Linked DNA regions of Mus musculus: all the other regions are linked to region 3. A link is a contact called in public HiChIP or PLAC-seq data. All regions are on one chromosome and are shown on one strand. Each heading gives the region's core, a stretch centred on a gene start, on an enhancer-like site or on the middle of the called end of the contact. The rest is flanking DNA. Distances are from core to core; before and after follow the strand shown. Region 1 overlaps Gm31175 (a long non-coding RNA gene). Region 2 overlaps Gm31012 (a long non-coding RNA gene). Region 3 holds the start of Ripply3 (ripply transcriptional repressor 3).

Region 1 (4,875 bases), core at 1,068-3,567, 260 kb before region 3:
AGTAACCACAGAGTGAACTGGGAGAAGGCCACCGCTAGGAACGATCAAAAAAGCCCGTCCCTGGCCACACACTTTCTCCAACAGGGCTGAACATTCTAAAGGTTCTATAACCTCCCCAAACAGCATTGCCAACTGTTCAGGTACATAAGCCTATGGGCGGACATTCAAAGCACCACAAGACCCAAGGACCCACCCCCAAGGGGCTCTTTCCTTCACTAAGGCCCCACCTCCTACAGCTTCCGCAACCTCCCAAAAGAGCGCCACCAGCTGGAGACATTCAGAATGTGAGCCTGTGGGGTGGGGCGTGTTCTCACGGTAATGAATAGCAGCGAGGTAAGAGAAAATCCTGCGCCCTTTGACAGACACAAGGAGAGCCCGTGTCCAGGCCCGGGTCCAGGCACACTAATTCCACATCACCTGGAACTAATTTTGAGGAGCATCAGACAGAAAGGCTAAGGAGCCACTTCAGAATAAAGAATCTAACGAGGCATGACAGCTGAAGGCGCAGCATCATCCTGGATCGGAGCCTGGGTCGGGGCATAAGTTACAAACGATGTTATTTTGTAAATTGATGAAATTTGAATATAAATTCTGAGTTGGATAATAGTAGTGTCCAACAATAAATTTCCTAATTTTCGTAATCATTCTGAGGTTACGTGAGAGAGTATTTCTATTCTCAGGAGATGGACAGGGAAGAACTTGTAGGCCAGCAGGGCGTGGTGTCTCCAGCGGGGTGTGGACTTTCCTGCTTGTTCTCTAACGAATAATTAACGAGCGTCAATTATCAGATGGGAAGGAGTGTGAACAACTGGGAATCAGGGTAAGGATGCTTTTCTAAAGATTCTTTACATCGGAAAGTACACAATGAGGATCCATTGGGTTCTCAGAGTTCACTCCCTCGTCGGTTTGCATTTGCTGGTTAAGAAGGAGGCCTTGGGAGCTGAGAGACAGCAGTTTCTTTTACAGGGGACCTGGACTTGGTTTCCAGCACTCACATGGTGGCTCGGAACTGTCTGCAACTCCAGTTCCAAGGCACCTGCTCAATGCTGTCGTCTGGTCTCCTCAGCTCCTGCAATTGAATGGTCCACATAAATTCATGCAAGCATACATGTATACAGAGCAAATCCTCACACATACACAACAATAAAATAAATAAATGTAATTTTATAATTTTCATGTGGCTTTACTAGAATATTAAGTGAATTAAAGGCCCCATCCTAGGATGTTAGAGAGGATCTACTACTACCAAAGCTGCAAACCCAGCACTCAGGAACTAGAGGCAGAAAGACCTGGGTTCAAGGTCATCTCAGCTAGGAAGCTCCTTTCTTTACAAAAACAAAAATGAGATTTATGTATTTTATGTATGTGAGTATACTGTCTCTTTCTTCAGACACTCCAGCAGAGGGCATCAGATCTCATTACAGATGGTTGTGAGCCACCATGTGGTTGCTGGGAATTGAACTCAGGACCTCTGGAAGAGGTGCTCTTAACCTCGGAGCCAGCTCTCCAGCCCTAGGAGGCTCGTTCTAGTTAACCAAAGCTCAGCTGGTAAAGGGGGCTTCCTAACATACACAAGCCTGGGGTTCCTTCCCAGCACTATGTGCACAGGGAGTAGTAACATGGAGCCCGCCCAGCAGGTAGAGGCAGGGCAGATGTTCAAGGTCACTTGGTGTGATAGTGCATGCCTTTAATCCCAGCCTGGTCTACAGAGCCAGTTCCAGTACAGCCAGAGCTACATGGAGAAACTCTGTCTAAAAAAAAAAAAAATCAAGGTCATTGTTTGGTCACACAGCAAGTTCAAGATCACCCTGGGCTACTCTTTAAAGGCTGTACCTTGAAACGGACTGGAGGGTTAATTAACTTCCCTGGGTTTCACTTTTGTCAATCTGTAAAATCGGCTCGTAACGCCACCAGCATCAGAGAGCCTGAGGTCTGTACAAAGTAAAGGTGTAGCACACTGCCCCTCTGTAGGAAGCCCCAGTGCTCACTGCCCCTGTAGGAAGCTCCTGTGCTCAATGCCCCTCTGTGGGAAGCTCCTCCCTCTGTAGGACGCCCCACCCTCTGTAGGAAGGAAGCCCCACCCTCTGTAGGAAGGAAGCCCCTGTGCTCACATCTCAGCTGACCAAGCCAATAGCTAGTCTTTCGGTTGTCCTTCGACTGTGGTGGTTTGAACGAGAAATGCTCCCATAGGCTCACGTATTGAACACTTGGTTTCCAGCTGGTGGTGGATCTGCTTGGGAAGACTTTAGACAGTGCCGCCTTATGAGAGGAAGTGCGTCATCACTGGAGTTTGGCTCGGAGAGTCTGAAAAGCTCAGCATTACAGTTCATTCCATCTGCTTCCTGCTCCCGCAGGCCACGCCTCCCTACCATGGTGGACTCTCTAGAACAAGAAGCCAAATGAACCTTTCCTTTTATAAACTGCCTTGGTCATGGTGATTTATCTCGGCAGCCGGAAGGCACTAACGACAACGGCGCCCTTTTGGTCTGCGCTGCCTCTAAACCCTGAAGGCGGTTCTGGAGGTTCTGCGTGGCGCTGACTGCTCTGTTTCACAAGCCCTCTCTTCCTTTGCATCTCAGCTGTATCCCTTTGCCAAGTGACCATTTCAACAGAGACACAACCTCCTTTTCCAAACACAGTGAGAAGGGAGGGGATGGGACCTAACTAGCACTCCCTTAAAATCTAAAGTTTCCAAAATACTACACCTGAGGGAGTCCCTGTGAACACTCCTGCTTAGAATAGAAGAAGGACGGACGTCTCTGACTTCTTCTGACTCTGTCTGTCTGTGAAGACCAATCGGAACAAGTGTACTAACACAGCTAGAAAAGCTGGAAAAGTGCCAAAGATGCTTGCCCAACGTCAGAGAACAATCCAAATAACATCTATTGCTGGAGAGAAGCTATAGACAAGCAAGCCGAGCTGGCTCTAGAGTCTCTCTTCCCTGTGAACACTATCCAGATCAAGCTCAAGCTGGAGACACTGGGTACTGAGCCAGCCGTATCCATCTAAGAGGCTGGGAGGACTGCATTTGGACTTGGGAAGAGCAGAGCAGCCCAGAGGGGTACAAATTCTTGGAATGAAAAGAAAAAGGAACTTCAGAGATATGAACTTCATAGCCTATGTGGGTTTCCTGCCCAAAGTTGAAAAACAAACAGAAAACCACTGAGAGATGAGAATCTGGGCTCACTTTTCAATATTCTCCTTGTTAGCCAGCCGACTGACTAACTCAAAAGACATCTTCTCTGAACGTCAGAAAAATGATCTTTAGTGAATACATCTTGGGGTGAAGTCATCCTAGATCTGGGGTGTTCTCTGCAGCAGCAACTGTTGTGGTAAGAAGGGTGAGGACAAAGAGCCATGCATCACGTGACAGGGAGTCCGAGACCAAGGCTTGCCTGGGGTCAAAGATGAAAAGGACTGGGGGTGGGGGGGAGCCTGCTGTGCCCTGCTGAGATGCTTAGCCCAGGTTTCCTCGGTAGCCTCAGGAATCCAAGGGAGGTCCTTTCTCTTAGCTATAAGCCTTCCAGTCTGTAGTCATTTCTTCCCATCAGTCCCAGGAAACAGTTCCAGTTTCTTGGTGCTGAAGGTGTAGAACTGAGAACTTGGGCGGCTGTCAGAAAATGGGCAGCCCAGGCTAGGCACTGAGGCCCGGCAGCATCTGACCCCCAGAGAGGAGGAAGCAGCATCAGTCTGAACATGAAACAAATCTTTTTAAGGTGAAGATACTAAGTGTGGTTTTGGATTGGGTGGGATCCAGTGTATTGATCTAACACAAGTACAGTGTGGGTAATTGAAGGCTTCATCTGTCAATCACCTTCCTGTGGTAAAACACCGTAACCAAGGCCTGAGAGAAGAAGGGTTTATTTGGGTTTTGCTTCTGGAGAATAAATGGTGTTGGAGCGGAGGTGGCAGGCGCCTAGAGCAGCCGCTGAGAGCTCACATCTCAAACCACAGACAGAAAGCTCCCCTGCTAAGATACGTAGAGAAACTTCAGAATAAGCAAGAAAGAAAAGGTCTTGTCTTTTAGGATCTGCAAGGCTATTTTCTCCTGTCTTTGGAATAAGGACCTCACACCTTTATTCTGGACTATTCCCCACTGTGTCTTAAGGCAGAGCTCAAGTGAGGAGGAGTCAGGGTAACAGAAGGGAGGGGAGGAGAAGTTGGAGAGATGGCTCAGTGACTAAGACATTTGCTGTTCTTGTAGAGGACCTGGGCTGGGTTCCCAGCACCAAATGGCAGCTCACAACTATTGATAACTACAGTTCTTTGAGATCTGGCGCCCTCTTCTGGCCTTCTTGAACACCAGGCATGTACCACAAATACACACAGGCAAAACACTCATAGGGGTAATGTAAAATAAATCTAAAGGGAGGTTGTAAGTAGAAACTTGCAGCTGAGCTGGAAGTCCACAGTGCATTTTATATTATTTTAAAATTTATTTCCTAAGTGCGTGAGTGTGCCTGATTCCTGGGGAGGTCAGAAGAGGAAGCCAGGTCCTCCAGGACTGGAGTTAGAGACAGTTGTGAGCTGCCACCTGCGTTCTGGGAATCAGCCTCCAGACCTCTGCAAGAGCAGCAAGTGTTCTTAACCTTGTAGCCATCTTTCCAGCTCCATCATGCATTCCTGTACAAGGTGCTGGACTCACACAGAAGCAATCTGAACAGATATGTGTGTCAAGGTTGAGGGGCATGGGAGATAGTTTAGTCAGCAAGATGCTTGAAGCAGAGGAGCGAGGCCCCAGCACTACATAGAAGCAACCAGTTGTAGGCCATAATCCTAGTGCTGAGCGAGCAGAGACAGAAGGATCCCTGGAGCTCCCTGGCCAGCCTAGTGTCCTCATCAGGGCTTCCACTGCTGTGAACAGACACCATGACC
Region 2 (4,778 bases), core at 488-2,987, 370 kb before region 3:
CCCAGCATCCATGTAAGACCCCTGTAACCCTAGTTCTAAGCACTCTTTAGGCCTCTGTGGCACCTGCACACACATATACACATGTGTACTCACACCTGCCTACACATGTGTACATGCGCACTGACAAGTGCTTACACTCTTATACAAGAAAGTAGATTTCTTTTTTTTTTTAAAGAAAAAAGTTATATTTTTAATAATTTTAGTTGGCAAATTAAAAGTATCCATTTAGAGCAAAAGCCAAACCCTTCATTGACATCTAGGAGAGTAACGAACTACTAAATCACTATGAACTCTCATCATAGTCACCAATTCACTTCCCTCCAACAGGAGCTTTCAGTCCCCGTAGTTCATTATTGCTGTTACTATTATTGTGTGACCTGTATGCATCTGTACATGTTCATGCCTGCCAGAGGCCAGAGGTGACTTCTTCAGTCACTTTCCATCTCAGTTTTGGAGACAGGGCCTCATTATACCGGGACCTCATTGATTGGGGGAAGGCAGTGAGCTCTGGGGACCTACCAGGCCCCTCACTCAGGCCTGGTATTATGAACACGCTCTGTGCCATGGAGCCTGGTGTTTCCATGCCTGCTAAGGACTGAACTCAGGGTCCCCTGTTTGTGCACCTCACTGGGTAAGCCATCTCCCCAGCTGAGCTATCTCCCCTTTTTACTCAATTCTTCACATGGCGCCTCCCTCTAGGCAAAACTAAGCCTAGGAAAGTCTGTGGACTTTATTAGCCCACAAGACAAAGCCCAGCAGGACCGTGGAGGGTTTCATCTGTACTGAGGTAGAGACAAACGGAACCCGATGAAGCCCTTAGTTATTACTGTTTTTAAAAGCATGCTCAATTTAAATAAACGTCAAGCCCCACAAGGCAACCGCTAGCACTCGACGCTCATGAAGTTAGCTCAATCATACACCAGAAGAATTTCTTTCTGTTGTGATTAATCTTTTCTGCAGGCTTTCCCAAGCTAAGTAGCAGAGTCTTACTGCGCTCCTGAAGCGGCAACTCTGAGGGCTGAGAAGAAATCGCATCCTCATAGACCTGCCCTGCCCTGCCCTGACCCAGCTGTGAGCATCAGGACCTCTGGAGTCTAGGGAAGCCATGGTCAAGACTCTGCTCTGAGGCCCCCAGGGGCCCTCACGGTTCCCCCAAAGTTTCAATTACTCAATAGTAAGAGTCTATAGCACTGTCAAGTTTTCAACTACAGGCTCCATGTCTACTGGGTAAGACTCCAACGCCTCAGCAGGGCAAACCAGGGATCCGTGATAAATGATGACCCACAAGTGGTCTGGCACTGTGGAGTTTGGCAGTCCTCCTTGGGTGTGATAATTTCCTACCCACCAACCATCCTGTCAGCACGTCGGATTTAAAATATCACACGTGGAACAATGAAAGATTGCCAGCATCTCACCACCACCTTTTGATTAATGAGCCATTCCTCTGAGATGGATTGGCTTGTTTGATTCCGTTACCTGGGATGACTGATGGCTGTTTTAAAAAACACTTAGCGGCAGCGTTGCCCTGCGTGAGATAATTTTCATACGCCTTTTGCAGCCGCATCCAGAATAATTGGACTTTATTGCCTGCCTTCCATGCATGAACCCAAGTTCCCTGGAGAAGCCTAACAGCTTGAGACCCCGCTGCTGTAGTCTTTCCACACTGATCAGCTGCCGTGGTCACAGGAAAGCTCCCACCAGATGGCCGGCCAGCCTTCTAGTGACATTTCCCGTTTCCCGTCCATTACTCACCAACGGAAAATAATGTGACATGAACTCCCCATTTTTGAGTAATATGTGGTTATATCCTTGTGGTTCCTGTGCTAAAGGCAAATGAATTATCATACAGTCGTTTCTTAATTCTCTGGGGAGAAAACAGAAGAGACAGCCGGTCACAGTGTTTGGCTGGGAGGGGGATCGGCACTCTTCAGGCATCCACCACGGCGTTTACATTTAATGTCCTAATTCCTTTTTCTTTCCCTTTTTCTTGTTGCTTATTCTTCTATTGCTCAGGAAAAGTAAGCTTGTCTGCTTAAGACACCAGAGCTCAGTTTTAAGAATAGTTGTCCTTGGACGCCCTGTTTGTGATTACTTCTCCCGGGTGTTCCTTTTCCTGATGCTCTGGTGCAGAAACGAGACATTGGTGGTGGACATTGGTTCTGTTCTGTCTCTAAAGGCCCAGTTTTCTCTTCCACATGGACCCAATTGTCTAGTTCTTTTAGAATTCTTTACTTTTTAGTTTTAGATTTTTTTTTAAAGTTAATTTTTAAAAAGCCGTGTGTTTGTGTGTCTTCGTGGGTGGATGCACACACGGGAGGAATACCGCAGAGACAAGAAGAGGCCATGGGGCCCTGGAGCTGGAGTTACAGGCAGCTGTAAGCCACCCGCGACTGGAGACAAATCCAGGTCCCTCTGCAGAAGCAGTGCAGAGTCTTGAGTGTTGCTCTCCAGTCCCAAGAAGCGTTACTCTTAAAAGCGGTGGCTAATACCCTGAAGTGTTTGACTCTGTGTTTTTCTAGTTCCCTTCTGACCAGAGCCTTGTATGTGACTAGCTTTTAATTATCTAATTGCTATCTTTATTATTAGAGACAAGTGACTAATTATTATATTAATTAATAATTTCTATATTATTAAAGACAAACATTTGAAGCTGACGCACCCTTACCTTGTGCAGGGTGGCGTGTAAGAGAATGATGTCCACCACTGGTCATGGCTAGTCTGTGGGGCCAGCGCTTTATGACCGTTAGGTTTGGTATAGCAGAACTCGGAGCCAAGCTCCACTGATTGGCACAATTTGACCCTTCCCTCTGACTCCAAGCTGTGAATCTCTGTGACTCCAGAAGCCAAGAGCCAAGAAACCCTTCTTTCTGGAAAGTTCCCTCCCCCCCCCCCCCGACATTCCCTTCTCAGACAAAAGGCAACATGGGGTGCAGGTCTCTGCTTACTCTGTTCTCACAGGAGAACAGAGCTAAGAAGCTGTTCATATGGTCCCTTCGTCAGGCAGCCAGCCTAGAGGAACTGGGGTCTCTCGTAGGCTTCACCCCCACAGAGGCATCTGCCCTTGTCCTGGAGATGTGATTTTCCCAAGGTTCCATGCTGCCTACTTACAAATCTGTTCAGTGAAACAACGCCTATGTTACAAGGTAGCGGGACACTCCAGAAGCTGTGGGAAGCTCTCAGAGTGGACCAGAAGGTTCTAAGAAATTACTTCTAGAAGATTCTGGGAATGGCTTCTGTGTCTTCTTCCCATCTCTACCAAAGACAGAGTAAATGGCAGCCTTGCTTGGCTCTCTGTCCTTTGCACTCACCCAGCTAGGACAGACAGCACCCAGGATGATCTGCCCGGAGTGTCCCCTGTTGGTAATTCAACCCTTCACACGCTCATTTGCATCCGCTCAGACGACTGTTGTGGCTACAAAGAAATGTTTTTCCTTAGTAGAATCACAAATAATTTGAACAGAAAGCTACAGACAAGACAGACTAATCATGTTTGAAAGGAGGTATCTCTGCACACAGAAGGTTTTCTGCATCTAAAATGCTCTTTCTCCATCAAAACTCTGTGTGATGGGGCTTCCTGACACGCAGAAAGTGAACAGCTGGCCGAGTTTCTTCCCTCAGGTGAAAAAGTCAAACTCTACATGTGCCTGGGCCCTTTCTGTAGCAACTTTCCTCAGCCACCTGGGTCACCTCGGAGACGATAACCACTGCGGAAGACTGCCTGCACTATTCTCCTTTAACTCCATTTGTGTTTTCTAGTTAGAAACAAATAGCGTGAGGACTGGAGAGATGGTTCAGTGGTTAGGGTCTGCGGCGGCAGCGGCGGCGCATGTCTTTGATTCCTGTTGGGCTAATCCCTTGTGCACTGTGCAAAGGTTGTTTTTGTATGAAGCATCACCTGTATCTCAGTTTTGCAAGCATCTTTTCCATCACCTTCTGATTGGTTTAGTAAAGAGCTGAACAGCCTCTAGCAAAGCAGGAGAGAATAGGTGGGACATCAGGGCAGAGAGGAACTCTGGGTAAGTGTCTGAGGCAGGAGTTTTGCCAGCCAGAGGAAGAAACAAGTGCCAGTAACGAGCCATGTGGTAGGACATAGATTAGTGGAAATGGGCCGATTTAAGTATAAGAGCTAGTTGGGAACAAGGCAATATTTTCATAGTTAATGAAGAGTCTCTACATTATTACTTGGGCAGCTGGTGGAACTGAGACAGCCAAGCAATGGATTCCAGCAGTCGGGAGGCAGAGGCAGGTGCATCTTTCTCCGTCCAGCCTGGTCTACAGAGCTAGGTCTAAGACAGCCAATGCTATACAAAGAAATCCTGTCTGGAAAAAGCAAGCAAGCAAGCAAGCAAGCAAACCAACCTGTCCTGCTTTTAGAAGGACCTGAGTTTGGTTTCCAGCAAATATATGGCAGTTCCTGATCACTTGTTAACGCCTGCTCTAGGGGATCCGAGGCTGTCTCTGTCCTCGGAGGCCACCTACACACTTGGCATGTATCCACACAGACACACACCCACAACACACACACAAACACCCCCCCAACACACACACAGACAGACACTCCAACCTACATATACATATATAAACACGCACCTACAGGCATGCACACAGACACACTCAGACACACACACATTATAAAAAATAAAATATTTTTGAGTTACTGCCATCTGACACATGAAATAGGAGATATAGACATTTTCGAATCATTGTTTCCTTATTTCCTGTATTTGTTGGTCTACCATCAACAGCAGTAGGCGTGTGTAAATATTGCAGCAAAGGAA
Region 3 (4,446 bases), core at 1,701-4,200:
AATTTTCTGGTTACTTAATCTTTCTGAATACCAGCTTCTTCTACTTTTAAAACTATGTTTGCCCGTGTGTCTAGAGAGCATGGGAGACCAAACCTACTCCATCTTGGAACCGGCCTCCATCTTAAAAGAAAGAGTCTGAAAATTTGTCCTACAGCTGAACGCAAGCCACTCCCAAGTACCAGGAAGGACCCCATGGCTTATCCTTGGCTCATACCCCAAGGGTTACTCCCGAGCTACTTCCTAGCAACAGTCAATCAAAGATTAGTCTGATTGTTTCAAATGTACTTTCAGCCCATTTGTGATTGTTCGTGGTTTTGCTTCAAAGCACCCACCTGTTGGCTTAACCCCCCTTGTTTGCTTGTCATTCCCTATAAAACCTTATCCTGGTGAGGGCTCGGGGCTGCTCTACCTTCCCGTCCTGCTGTCTCAGGGTTGACAGAGTGCCCAAGCTCAAGTTGTAATAAACAGACCCTAATGCAATTACATCAGAGTCAGCTCCTTGGTAGTCTTTTGGGGCTCACAAATGCTTCCTGGCACAACATGCAGGTATGTGCCCATGAATGCTGGTGCCCACATGAGAGAGCGTTAGATTCCCTTAAGTTACAGCTTGTCGAGAAACACCTAATATGAGTACTTGAACCCCAGTCCTCTGCAGGATCAGTTACAGGCTCTGAACCACTGAGCCATCTCTCCTACCCAGGAACAAGATATGGTTTCTTAATCTGCAGACTGAAGATAATGCCTAATTTGTAGGCTTGGAATGAGGATGATAACATTATATACTTCACAAAGGAACACAACAGTTACTTTTATAGATACAGAAATTAGAGTAGTGGTTACCCAGGGTGGGGGAGGGGAATCTAGGTCCAAAGCAGGGGCAGCTTCAGTGTGGGATCAAAACCTTCTGGGGAGCCAGGCGGTGGTGGTGCATGCCTTTAATCCCAGCACTCGGGAGGCAGAGGCAGGCAGATTTCTGAGTTCGAGGCCAGCCTGGTCTACAAAGTGAGTTCCAGGACAGCTGGGGCTACACAGAGAAACCCTGTCTCGAAAAACCAAAAAAATACAAACAAACAAACAAACAAAAAAGCATCTGGGATGAAGTGGGTATGGGAAGGGGATGTGAGTGCTTTATCTCACTCACTTAAGTGTAGATTTGAAAACGATTAAAATGGTAAGTTTGAATTCTATTTTGCAACAGTAAAAAAAGCAATACGTTCATTGTTGAAAATTTAGAAAACATTTTAAAAATCCTTAAAGCTGGGTCAGTAAGATAACTCATCAGATAAAGAAGCCAAGAAATGCTGAGCTTCATCCCAGAATCCACCTGGGAGACAGAAAGAGCAGCCCCCCACAAGATGTCTTCTGGCCCCCACATGTCTTGCCCATACACATAAGCAAACAAACAAACAAACAAATGTAAAAACAAAGTTACCCTAAGCAGCTCCTCTTTCTAAACCTTGTATCTAGGGGCTGGAGACACAGCTCAATGGTTAAGGGCACTTGTTGCTCTTGCAGAGGACTCAGATTTGGTTCTCAACGGCCATATGGTGGCTCACAACCGTCTGTAACTCCAGTTCCAGAGGATGGAAAGGTAACATGGTGGGCAGACCTGCATGCAGGTAAAACACACATAAGATAAAATGATCTAAAAATAACCTTTTATCTAATTTTCCATAGTGTTCAGGACTCCGTAGAGTTCCTGGATTTCAGACACAGGACTAGGAGAGAAAAGAGACCTGCACAAATTTATTTATTTATTTATTTAAGTTTCTGAGACAGGGTTTCTCTGTGCATCCTTAGACTGTCCTGGAACTCACTCTGTAGACCAGGCTGGCCTTGAACTCACAGAGATCCCCTTGCCTCTGCCTCCTGAGTGATGGCTCAACATGAGTGTGTTTTTATCAGCTATATAACATACCCCCATCCTTTACATACTATTGGGAACACTTGGCTGTCACTAGATACCTTTTCATTCTTTGGGCTCACAGATACACGTTATCAAAGTTCTTTAAAAGGCACCCACATCTAGGTGTTTTTTTATTAAAACAACAAGAAACCACTGACACCTTAACTGTGTTCGTGAGTTCACATTGTTTGCTCACTCCCAGCTTCCTGCTTTATATTCAGGGCTTTTAATACTGTAAATAAAATTTGTAAATACTCCCTCTTTCCTATTTGCCCTTAATTGGTGTTAAATATTCCCCAGATCTTAAATAAACCATTCGAAAACATTTTATTCCCCACCCCTCTCGGTTTTTAAAACCCGAGTCACTTAATTTAAATGACACAGACCAAGCTACAGTGTTCACATGCAGTCACCTGGCACTGGAGAACAGGTTATTGGGCAAAGGGGTACCCGGGGTCCTGACTGGTGACCCCTAACAGGAAGCACCCCTCCCCCATCTTAAGGCTTTCGTCGGTGCGGAGGTTGCGCCTAAACCCTCGCCTGGCTTCGTAAACCCAGCTGTCACCCACTCGTGGAGCTGTCCTGACCCTCGGTGTAGCGAGGACTCTGTGCCCCACACTCACCACCTCTCACAGTGCTGAAAGGGAAACTCTGGGAGAACTGGGGTGCGGGGTGGGGCTTCATGCTTTTAGGGATCAGAGCCCCGAGGGCAGCGGCCCCAGGAGTTGCTCAGCAGTGGGGAAAATTGTTCCCCGGGACGCGCAGCCGCCACCCGTCATCTCGGAGGCCCTGTAGGCCGTCTGTCCCGCCCTGCGCTTCCCGCTCCGCCAGTGACCCTCCTGGTTTTCTTTTGTCCTTTCTCCACTCTGGACACACACCCCTCCCCGCCGTCCCGACCCTGCTCTCTTCCTTGAGCCTTTCTGGTCTCCACCCTCTGCTTCCTCCGTCCCTTCCCGAGGTCCCTTGCCCTCCCCCTCCCCACGGGGCGCAGTTTCCCCGAGTCCCCTCCCCGCCCCGCCCCAGTTTTTAAACCTGGCGCCGAGTGAGCGGGTAGGTGAGCGCGTTCAGCCAGGGGGACCAGGCGCCGTCGGGCTGAGAGATTCGCGCGACACCCGCACCATGAGACCGGAGGCGGCCGGAGTCCGGGAGGCGCGGGGACGCCTCTGCCACTGTCCGGGGGATGATCCCGGGAGGCTACCGCTGCCACGCGGGCCCGAAAGGTGAGGGTGTCCTGTGGCCCCGGTGGAGGTGCACCCAGACACTGAGCTCCTTAACCTGAGATCGACTACTGCAAACTCCTGTCTGAAGTGCAGGGACCCCGCGGATATCTGGCAAGGAAATGGGCAACACTTGCGTGTATTGAGGATCTGAAATTGATCCAGCTGGAAAATACTGAAGGCTGGGGGCCCCATAAGAAATTTATAAAAGGATCCTGCGGTCTATCACAAAGTGACAGTCTCCTGCCCTACGCTGGGGATCGGTGTTTGCCCATCCAGGGACATCGCTATCTTTAAAGCTGTGAAGTTTAAGGAAATCAGATTAGCTGGGTAGGTAGGAAGCGGAGCAGTTTGGCGATGCAGAAACGCCTTTGGCATAGTAGTCTAAGGAGTCTCCAGCAGCAGAGGTGGTGTACTTGAAACCAACCATCTGTATTAGAAAAATTTGAGGTATCAATGAGAGATTTGCTAGGAGAAAAAATAATCTCCACTCACACGCGCCCTAATAATAGGTTAGATTTGGGGCTTCCCATCTCAGAGTGTACTAGGAAGCAGAGCCCGGAGAATTCTTCAGGAGGCAGGAACAGGTAAAGTACTGACTGGCCCATCGGCAGACAGACCTTAAGGGATCATGGTGTGTGCAGGGACTCTTTGTCAAACAGACACTATGGTATCAACCTCATAGTAACCTTTGGGGGGGCGGGGCGGCAGAAACGCCAGGAGTTCAGTCTCTCCTGGTGCTTGTTTCCAGTTCCATTCCAGCCCCGTGGAGACCGTGGATGTCGCCTCCCCCCGGAGATGCTGAACTGACCAGAACTGAACGTCCGGTAAGCTAAATGTGACTGTTGTAGGCAATAGTCAATCCAGAAAGCGGCACCACGTCTATAATAACTTTGAAAACAAAACCAAAACCCGGGGGAAGGACTCCTCTCTCGTGCTTAGCTTGGCCTAACCCACAAGTAAGTTCCTGAAGGTCTGGTGGGTAGAGCCCAGAGTGAACGGAGGTGCTAATGGGCCCACTGGGCTCGCGATTGCTCCTCCGTCCTTGAAAAGCAAACAGCTGAGGACATGGGCTTTGCATGGTAATTACATGCAGCGGTGGGAGAGGAGGGTTCTTCTATAAACCAGAGCATGGGGGAGGGAGGGGCAAAGCCCAGCCCCCTTAGAGAAAAGCTGATTATGTACCACACTGCAAAGCAGGCAGACCTCCATCCACCTCAGGTGCCCAGACAGTGCAGTTAAAAGCTCCCACCCTTGTCTGGCCCTGTCTGCAAGAACTCTTGCAGGATCTTCTGTTCTCTGTGCAAATACACTCAAGCACCG

Evidence for each region. HiChIP or PLAC-seq counts read pairs in DNA pulled down with a chosen protein or histone mark.
Region 1: an H3K4me3 HiChIP or PLAC-seq map of embryonic stem cells shows a contact between it and region 3, with 2.9 times the contacts expected there. The contact joins the enhancer-like site here to the promoter of Ripply3 in region 3. A contact is called at or near these places in 13 of 39 promoter capture datasets (the 3T3-L1 cell line, the C10 cell line, cranial neural crest and 7 more), 2 of 484 Hi-C or Micro-C datasets (both in embryonic stem cells), 14 of 115 datasets of contacts at active chromatin or transcription factors (bone marrow-derived macrophages, embryonic stem cells, epiblast stem cells and 4 more) and 1 of 9 other capture datasets (liver).
Region 2: an H3K4me3 HiChIP or PLAC-seq map of bone marrow-derived macrophages shows a contact between it and region 3, with 2.7 times the contacts expected there. The contact joins the enhancer-like site here to the promoter of Ripply3 in region 3. A contact is called at or near these places in 9 of 39 promoter capture datasets (the 3T3-L1 cell line, the C10 cell line, cranial neural crest and 6 more), 6 of 484 Hi-C or Micro-C datasets (CD8 T cells, the HL-1 cell line, embryonic fibroblasts and 2 more), 19 of 115 datasets of contacts at active chromatin or transcription factors (the HPC-7 cell line, acute myeloid leukemia, bone marrow-derived macrophages and 10 more) and 2 of 9 other capture datasets (adipose tissue and pancreatic islet).

What each region holds. Positions count from the first base shown.
Region 1 is chr16:94,064,129-94,069,003 of GRCm38.p6, forward strand. The region is part of intron 1 of Gm31175 (a long non-coding RNA gene); the gene reads right to left. Among named protein-coding and RNA genes, the nearest start is that of Gm31175, 19 kb to the right of the region's middle. Within about 2 kb of position 2,318, at least 58 of the 459 cell types and tissues checked have an H3K27ac peak or open chromatin away from gene starts, as enhancers often do. A contact at or near this core is called in embryonic stem cells and memory CD8 T cells, where this site is marked.
Region 2 is chr16:93,955,879-93,960,656 of GRCm38.p6, forward strand. It overlaps Gm31012 (a long non-coding RNA gene), which reads left to right. Exons shown (of 2, transcript XR_385072.3): 2 at 961-1,844. It also overlaps a transcript of Cldn14 not described here. Among named protein-coding and RNA genes, the nearest start is that of Cldn14, 29 kb to the left of the region's middle. Within about 2 kb of position 1,738, at least 26 of the 459 cell types and tissues checked have an H3K27ac peak or open chromatin away from gene starts, as enhancers often do. A contact at or near this core is called in the HPC-7 cell line, acute myeloid leukemia and bone marrow-derived macrophages, where this site is marked.
Region 3 is chr16:94,325,472-94,329,917 of GRCm38.p6, forward strand. It overlaps Ripply3 (ripply transcriptional repressor 3), which reads left to right and starts at 2,951. Exons shown (of 4, transcript NM_133229.2): 1 at 2,951-3,126; 2 at 3,875-3,950. The coding sequence starts at 3,026.